Regions from separate parts of the Triticum aestivum genome. Here region 1 is linked to region 2. The links are chromatin contacts, called in public Hi-C maps. All regions are on one chromosome and are shown on one strand. Each heading gives the region's core, a stretch centred on a gene start, on an enhancer-like site or on the middle of the called end of the contact. The rest is flanking DNA. Distances are from core to core; before and after follow the strand shown.

Region 1 (4,119 bases), core at 1,200-3,699, 320 kb after region 2:
AAAATGTTCACCCATTTAGGAAGCATTTTTTAATTTTTAAGAAGTGTTCACACATTTTCAAAATAAAGCATGTATTTTCAAAATGTGTTTGTAATTTTTTGGAAAAAATAAAGAAGAAAAGACAAAAAGCAAACAGGATAAAAGAAAATATATGTGTGTAATAAAATGTAGTATTTTGATTAAAAATAATAAACGTGAACAACAGGAAAAGGTAATAAAGATAAAAAACAAGAAGAAGAAAAAAATGACCCGGCCCTGTGCTGGAAGCGGGCGATCCGTACAAAAACATTCATCATGTTTGCCAACCCAATTTAGCGCGCCGTGTTGGCAAGTGGACACTGCATTTCACAATTGGCGAGACATACCATCTGTATAGCTTCCCGGCGCGCAGGAGGTCGCAGTTGCAGAAAAGCCTACATAAAAGAGCCTCGGTGGTTTATTTCTTGATTCTTTTGTTTGGATTTCTTACTTCGATTTTTCCATCGGTTCCGTGTGTGTACTGTAGCACGTCACACTACATGTGCCCTCGTCTTGTGGTTCACAAGGAAGCATAAGTGAAGCACATGCATATTATCACGGGGAGTACAAGTTAGTTGTTAACTTGTGCTTCAAAAAAATCATTGTTGGAACATATCAACATGTGATATGTTTCAAAATTTCTGAAGATAGGATCGCAAATTTTTGATCATGACACATAAGCAAAGTTAGATGTATTGTAACACATTATTTAATGAGGGAAGAGAGAGCTATCATATCTTAATCTGGATATAGCTCTTAGCATAAAAATCAAGACAAGTCATACTTTTCCTCACACAAAACATGTTAAATAAGAACTCTTTTAGATACGCCAACAAGATATAGAAGTAATGCATTGGACAAGCTATATCTAAATACATACTTAATGCATATAAGATAGCTTGAAATAAGCATTGGGACTGCCATTAGTGTTAATGGATTAAAAGAAAAAGGAAATAGTAACTACATAAAGAAGGGTTAATGACATGTGAGCACACAAATAAGAGCAAATGACATGTATATTTTTTGAACTAAAGATGATACCCCACACGTTGTTGCGGGAACTATTTGAAATTATTTCATTGAGATTTGTTTGTATGAAACATTGGTATTTTGACTAACAATGTGTGAACTGAAACTAGCATATAATTTACTGCATTTGATTATTCTAAAGTTGTAGAACATTTATTAAATATGAGTAGCATGCATGGTGCATGTTAATGTAGGTCTTTCCCCATGATAGTGGCATGATGAGATGTCATACTTGCATGTTGAGAGAATTGGAGTTAGTGAATATGAATTATTTAGTTAATACATGCTGACATGATGATGTGGTATATTTACATGTTGAGAGAATTGGAGTTAGTGGAGATTAACTATTTAAGTATATAAGATTAGATGTTATCTCACACATTGGCGCGTGAATGTATTGCAATATATGATAGATACGCCAACAAGATATAGAAGTAATGCATTGGACAAGCTATATCTAAATACATACTTAATGCATATAAGATAGCTTAAAATAAGCATTGGGACTGCCATTAGTGTTAATGGATTAAAAGAAAAAGGAAATAGTAACTACATAAAGAAGGGTTAATGACATGTGAGCACACAAATAAGAGCAAATGACATGTATATTTTTTGAACTAAAGATGATACCCCACACGTTGTTGCGGGAACTATTTGAAATTATTTCATTGAGATTTGTTTGTATGAAACATTGGTATTTTGACTAACAATGTGTGAACTGAAACTAGCATATAATTTACTGCATTTGATTATTCTAAAGTTGTAGAACATTTATTAAATATGAGTAGCATGCATGGTGCATGTTAATGTAGGTCTTTCCCCATGATAGTGGCATGATGAGATGTCATACTTGCATGTTGAGAGAATTGGAGTTAGTGAATATGAATTATTTAGTTAATACATGCTGACATGATGATGTGGTATATTTACATGTTGAGAGAATTGGAGTTAGTGGAGATTAACTATTTAAGTATATAAGATTAGATGTTATCTCACACATTGGTGCGTGAATGTATTGCAATATATGATATATTTGGTTGCATGAAACTATAACATTTAGATAATAATATATAAATATTTTTTTAATTATTGTATGGTTGTAAAATATTTATATTTATAAATATAAAAGGCATAATACAAAAAAAAACTAATCATGAGAGCTAAGCTAAGTTCACAACAAGACGTTGACATTACTGGTTGTTTTTTTCACTAAAAAGGACATTACTGGTTGTTTTCATACGTGACGGATGTGTACGATAAGTCATACTACGCCATATGTAACGGAAGTTACTCCAAAGACTTACCTAATCAAAGTCCCTAAAAAAGACCCTAATCAAAGTCGGATTTGTCGCTTGAGCGGGGGAGAGAGTATTAAGATTCGTGCCAGTCCTCGTAGGGTACACGCGTCCCGCCCAGATCCCGTCGTAGGTTTCTTCCCTCGGTCGTCGTCGTCACCCGAAGAAAAGAGGAGGAGAAGAGAGAGCAGCCAGGCCGCCACGCCCGCGAGCCGCCGCACGCCAACGGAGCGGAGAGGGCCCTCCTCCTCCGGCCGCCGCGATTATTCTAGCCTCTTCCAATCCTCCGCCGCCGCTCCTCCCTGCACTCCGCCCGCCTCGCGTAGGGCGTCATCGCATTGGATTTGCCCCCCGGCCAGAGCCGCCATGGAGCCGGAGTCCGCCGACGATGCAGCGCTCGCCGGTTGCAAGGTATCCGCATCTCTGCGCATATTCCTTCATGCCTCATACTTTTGCGATTCCATCGGGACGTGTTCCGCGGTGGATGCCCGCTTCTACTCTGCACGACGGCGACCTCAATCTGGTGACGGGTCGGTTCTAATTCTACGGCCCTCCCCCGGCGACCCCCTCCATAACATAGAACTCTGACGAGCCATCTTGATTAGTTTCGTACTCCTACCGCTTAATAGGTTTCTGCTTAGCAGATTAGGGACAGGGAAACTCTTGATTGATCGTCGCTTCTCAATTCCCTTCTGTAACTTAAACTAGCTTTACTTACCAAGTTTGGCTACTAGGTCCATACATATAACTGCTTACAATTAGACGGCAGCTGCGCATCTTACATCGTTACAAGTTGTTTTCTGTAGAGATTGCAATTTGGGATTCGACATTGCTGACGCCCAAGCTGACATGCCCTACTAACATTTTGCTAGGTGCTGAAACTCCTCACAGTTAGTATTTCTTAGTCTTCTTGCGTTGCTTGTTTCCGCAAAACTAGCTGATTTCTTTATCTGTTTGCCGTTCTCTTGCGCTGGTACTGTTTACATTGCTTGGCAACTTCACTTCAGTAAGATTGTTTGGAGGGATGCAATAGTAACCAAGTTTTAGATTCGAGTTCCATTGCTAAATGTCATTGCTGTGTCACCTTCACTTTAGTGGTACTTAATATCTGTATATTGTAGTTGATAGCTACTGGGTGCTCTTACTCAAGCATTCGACAACAGTCCAGAACTGACGTTATATTACACTATACCATGCCCTTACTCATGTATAGTATACAGGATAGCAGCAGCATCGATATTTCTGCCCTCAGCTCCTCGCATCATCTGATAAAACTTGTTTCTTGTTTACATCACTATGTATAATCAATTGGAGTGGTCTATACAAGTGATTATCTTATATAGCGCCCCTTTTCATGTATGTGTTAGTCTTGTCCTAAAGGAATAGACATATGTGGCTTATTCATCTGTTTTATGTCGCTGATAGCTAATTGCTTTGTTGCAGGACAAGTTGAAGCACTTCCGAATAAAAGAGCTAAAAGATGTCCTGCATCTGCTTGGACTTTCAAGGCAAGGAAAGAAGCAGGTTTGTTCAATGCAATTTCGTATATCTACATGAATACATTCTACAAATATAAATTCTACTTATTGCTTTACTTTACAAGTTTACATCACTTGCTCAAATGTTTCAATCTTCCCTTTACTTTGGGAACAAATAATCGATTGGATTGTCAAGTCATCCTTACCAATACTGTAACATCTTTCGGAACTAATTAACTTCTCTGTGCCTTTTAGTACTTATATTGAGTATTTACTTCTAAGCCATTTTTCGTTTTTCT
Region 2 (4,497 bases), core at 907-3,406:
AGACCTTATTGAGTAGTAATTACAGTACACTCAAATGAAGCATGCATCGCTGAAGAATACCCAATGCTACGATGGGCGTACACGCTTATATGGAATGAAAACATTAAACTAAAATCAAGGGCATAAACTACTACTAGTAGGTCATCAGACAAGAAGTATCGTACGTGTAGTAATTTCGAATTAAGAAACATCCGGATTATAAACTAAGCACCGAGACCAGTCAGCCACCAAATGGTTGCCAATCAAACCCTAAGCATAAACAATTACTATGAAAGATACTCCCTCCGTCCGGAAATACTTGTCATCAAAATGGATGAAAATGGATGTATCTACAACTAAAATACATCTAGATACATCCATTTCAATGACAAGTATTTCCGGACGGAGGGAGTATATATGTGCAAAAGTGAAAGGGCTTCTTCACCTTGCGGACTTGGATAAAGGAGATGCCGTGGTTGCCGGAGGCATGAGTCCGCCGGCGCGCACCGCCGTGATCGGCAGCAGCTGGAGCTCCCAGTCCTTGTCAACCAAGGGGAACTTGGACAGGAAGGTGAGGTAGGTCTCGTAGGTGGCCGACCACCCCATCACCCAGACACGCCCCTCTCTGTGCGTCTCCAGCACTCGCGTCACCTCCGCCACCACTCGGCGCCCCCTCTCCTGGAGCTCGCCGTCATCGGGGACCAGTTCTCTGAGGTCACCAACGCTTATGACGAGACCGGAGGTGGCGCTAGCCATCGCCGCCTCCACGCCGAGTTCTGTTTGGTCGATGGAGTTTGGACAGACGGGGAGGACGCGGTACGGCGAGGCCGCGGCGAAGTCTGCGGCGGCGGACGCGGCCCCGACACCGACGAGCATGGGGTTGCGACCCCGGGCGAGGATCTCGGCGATGCGGCGGCCGTTCTCCTCGCCGGCGCCGCCTGCGATGCTCCCGGCGGGCGAGGGCACGTCGGCGTCGTCGGCGGCGGCGAAGCTGCAGAGGAAGAGAGGCGGCGGGCGGGCCCGCGTAGGGAGGCGGCCGAGCAGCGGCATGGGCGGCGCGGGGCGGAGGATGGCGAGCTTGATGTCAGCGCTGCGGAAGCCGGCGTCGTCAAAGACGCGGCTGACGACGGGGTCGTCGAGGATGGCGAGCAGGAGCTGCGAGAGCTCGACCCTGACCTGCGAGGCGGCGGTGGCGGCCTGGAAGGCGGCCTGGTGGTAGAAGTGGTAGGTGTCCGGGTTGCGGCGCTGGTTGGCCTGCGAGCGCTTGATGGCCGCCATGAGCGAGTTGGACACGGGCGGCTCCGGCTGCTCGTCGGCGCCCGAGGCCGACGAGGAGGCGGAGGCGGAGGGGAGCCTGTCGAGGGAGACGGCGAAGCAGAGCTCGAGCGCCTTGAGCTGCACGCGCGGGGAGTAGGCGGCGCTGCGGGCCCGCGCGAGCGCGTCGCGGAGGAGCGGCGGGGCCTGCTGCGCGAGCAGCGCGGCGACGAGGTGGAGCGACGTGGTCTGCGCGTGCACCCTGCGGCGCGCGGAGACGACCGCGGCGTCGAGGGCCGTGACGGCCGCCGGCGAGAGGCACTGCCTCGCCGTGGGCACCGGCGTGGGCATCTCTCCGCGGGCGCACGGGCGGATTCGGGCGTGGACCTGGCTGGCTGGGATTACTGCCTTTCACCAGGCATGGGGCGGAAGCGTAAAACCAACCCCCGAGCCCGAGGGGTAAACCGCGACGAACGACAGCGAGAATCGCTTGGGATTTTCCGCTTCGCTTGCAGGTGAGAAGGGGAGAGGATAATAACCGGCTCGGAGAGAAGGTGGATTGCTTGCTTATAAACCACGACGGATATCTTCTTGTTCCTCTTTTTATGGCATCGGAGTGGGGAAATTTGGTGGAGTGGAGGTGGAGCATATATGCCGATGCGGCAGCCCTCGTCACACACTGTGTCTACTGTCTAGCGGTAGAGGCAGTGCAAGTGCGGATTGAGATCGAGATTCCTCCTCCTTTTAGCCATAAGCCCCGCTCGCCGTGCTCTGTCGTGTACTCCTCCCCATCCTAGCTGCCGCAGCATGATTGTTCCCTTCTATTTACCTCACACAATGGCATGAGATCATGTAGCCCAGCCCTAGATGCTCAAGGCAATGGGATCTAGCATAAGCTATGGGTACAGTCACAGGATGCATGCACACTGCCTCCATCTTGAATTCCCAGCTGTTGAAGTGCTCATATGGTCCTCCCATGATTTTTGCACCACCAATTATTGGCTACCGACGCGGTCCAACTACATGTTTGTAACTGGAATTTCAGCCATTTCTAGTTGAGGAATCCACCTTGAGCGGGCAAAAAAAGTGTTTTTTTTGTGTGTGTGTGTGTGGCTTGAGAAACAAACCGCATCTTTAGCTCGATGCAGACGTCTATTGTTCTGTTTATTGTTAGGCTTACATCACATTCGTTCGATTTTGTTGTCGACCCGTGCCATCCAAGGCGCGCCGAAAGATATTTGTGTGTCTCCAATTTGATTTGTTCCCCGTTTCCAGCCACACATGCATTTCGGTTTTAATGTGTTCCTCATATGAGTGGATTGAGCAATGTACATAGTATTTTTCTTTAATGATGGAAAGCAATGTACATAGTAGAGATAGGTCTAGAGAGAATCCACTAGAAATGTTGTCTTTGTGCTTACAGTGGGCTCTGGCCCTACCAATTAGTGACAAGTGGTGTGTGTGTGTGATGATGTTTAGATAACTTACAGAGAGGGACTTAGAATCTTATACGGTGTGCCACAATCCATATCGATGTGGACATAACTTACACAAAAAAATCATGAGAGTGATGCTTAACATTTTCCTACGAAAGAATGTAACTTATCAATTGCACTGTTGAAACAATTTGATGCACTGTATCTTTTCTCTTATCGCAAATTTTAGTGACATGATTGATCGTAGAAAGGTTATACATACACTAGCGCACAAGACGCTACTGGTGGCATGTCAAAAAACACCTTCGTGACATGTCGCCCCCACGCCATCGATACGCGCAACTGATAAAATATATTGGTGGTGTGCAGACCCCCACCCCCACGCCACCAATAACAAATATATCGGTGGCGTGTCACGTGGAGGCACGCCACCGGTACTGGATATACTGATGGCGTGTGATAACGAGTCACACAACCAGTAATATTCATCGCTGGTGGCATGTCATAATAGGGCCACACCACTAATTTGATATTTACACATAAAAGAAGCTACACGATGGTGTTTTCCTTGCCAAATGATAGCATTTTTCAGTTTAGTAGCAGCAGTAATATCATATAGCATCTAGGGTTGACATTACTGGTAGAGCCAAATGACATCATTTAAGTTCATCAAATTGTTAATTAACATGATATGACTTGTAACTAGCATATAACATGTTCAACGAAATACTAGCATACTATGACTAGATACCGTGCCTATTAACTAGATTCTTCGGCGTGATTCGGGGTTCTAGCCTGGAGAATCAGAACCAGAGGTGCAGCTTCCATCTCATAGTCTTGTGTAGGGGCTGTCCGGCCAGGTCAACCGAGATAGGTTCAATGTGCGAGACAAATGAAGTTCATGGTCGTTGACATTTTCATGAGAGATTCTTGAAATCTGATTTCACATCAATCTCAATTTTGAACTTCTCTAGGAAGTCACACCTCGCCTCGTAAGGGCATCTCCAAAGTGGACCCTCAAATCGCTTGCATCTGCCCGGACCGTGCTGTCTAGATGCATTTTGTCATCCAATTCAGTCCCGCATCGGTCCACCAACGCGTCTGGACTTCAGTTTTCCTACAAATTGGAGGCAAATAAAGGGGAGCTCTACAGGAGTCTAGACATCTGTTTGACTAATCCAAAGCAACCACGTATCCTCTTTCTGTCCGGATGGCGGAAAGCCGACGCTAATTTTTCTGCTTTTTGGTGGAAGCTGGCTAGCATTTGGCGGAAGCACTATTGTTTCACTTTTTTCTTCAAGTGCTACACCATTTTTTTCTTTTGTAAGTGATCACTATGGTGGAAGCTGGTCACAATGGCGGAAGGCACTAAAATTTTCAAGTCATAATGGCGGAAGGCCATTAGCCAATGGCGGAAAGCACTAAATTGTTTCGGTTTTTTATTTGAAGTGGTATACTTTCTTTTCATTTTTCAAGTGCTCACACTAGACCGAGCGATAATTTTTTTTTGCTCAAATTTGTATGCTGGCACAGATGGTTGGCCGACTCCTGTATCAGTGTCCGGACACTGGTCTGGACCAATTTTCAGACAAACATTGTGTCCTTTTGTGGGTCGGCGATGGAGATGCCCTAAGGACGACCTGGGCAAAACTAAAAGAAAACAATAACTCGGCACTTTTGGGAGCAACTATGAAAATCAGTCCAACATGTTGAATTAAAACATATCTTCCTAGTTATGAAGTCGTTTGGAACATCTATGAAGAACCTCTTGTCCTTCTGGCATCTGACTTGACTGCAGTTAACGCACATGTGATCCATTCCTTGCATT

What was found. Hi-C and Micro-C count contacts between places; a contact is called where the count stands out from the background.
Region 1: a contact with region 2 is called in a Hi-C map of leaf, with 6 times the contacts expected there. The contact joins the promoter of LOC123111424 here to the promoter of LOC123111423 in region 2. A contact is called at or near these places in 3 of 5 Hi-C or Micro-C datasets (all in leaf).

The regions. Positions count from the first base shown.
Region 1 is chr5B:285,794,120-285,798,238 of IWGSC CS RefSeq v2.1, forward strand. LOC123111424 (E3 SUMO-protein ligase SIZ2) reads left to right here and starts at 2,450. Exons shown (of 16, transcript XM_044532219.1): 1 at 2,450-2,753; 2 at 3,786-3,866. The coding sequence starts at 2,709.
Region 2 is chr5B:285,478,658-285,483,154 of IWGSC CS RefSeq v2.1, forward strand. It overlaps LOC123111423 (protein DWARF 53), which reads right to left and starts at 2,157. Exons shown (of 3, transcript XM_044532218.1): 1 at 425-2,157. The coding sequence starts at 1,584.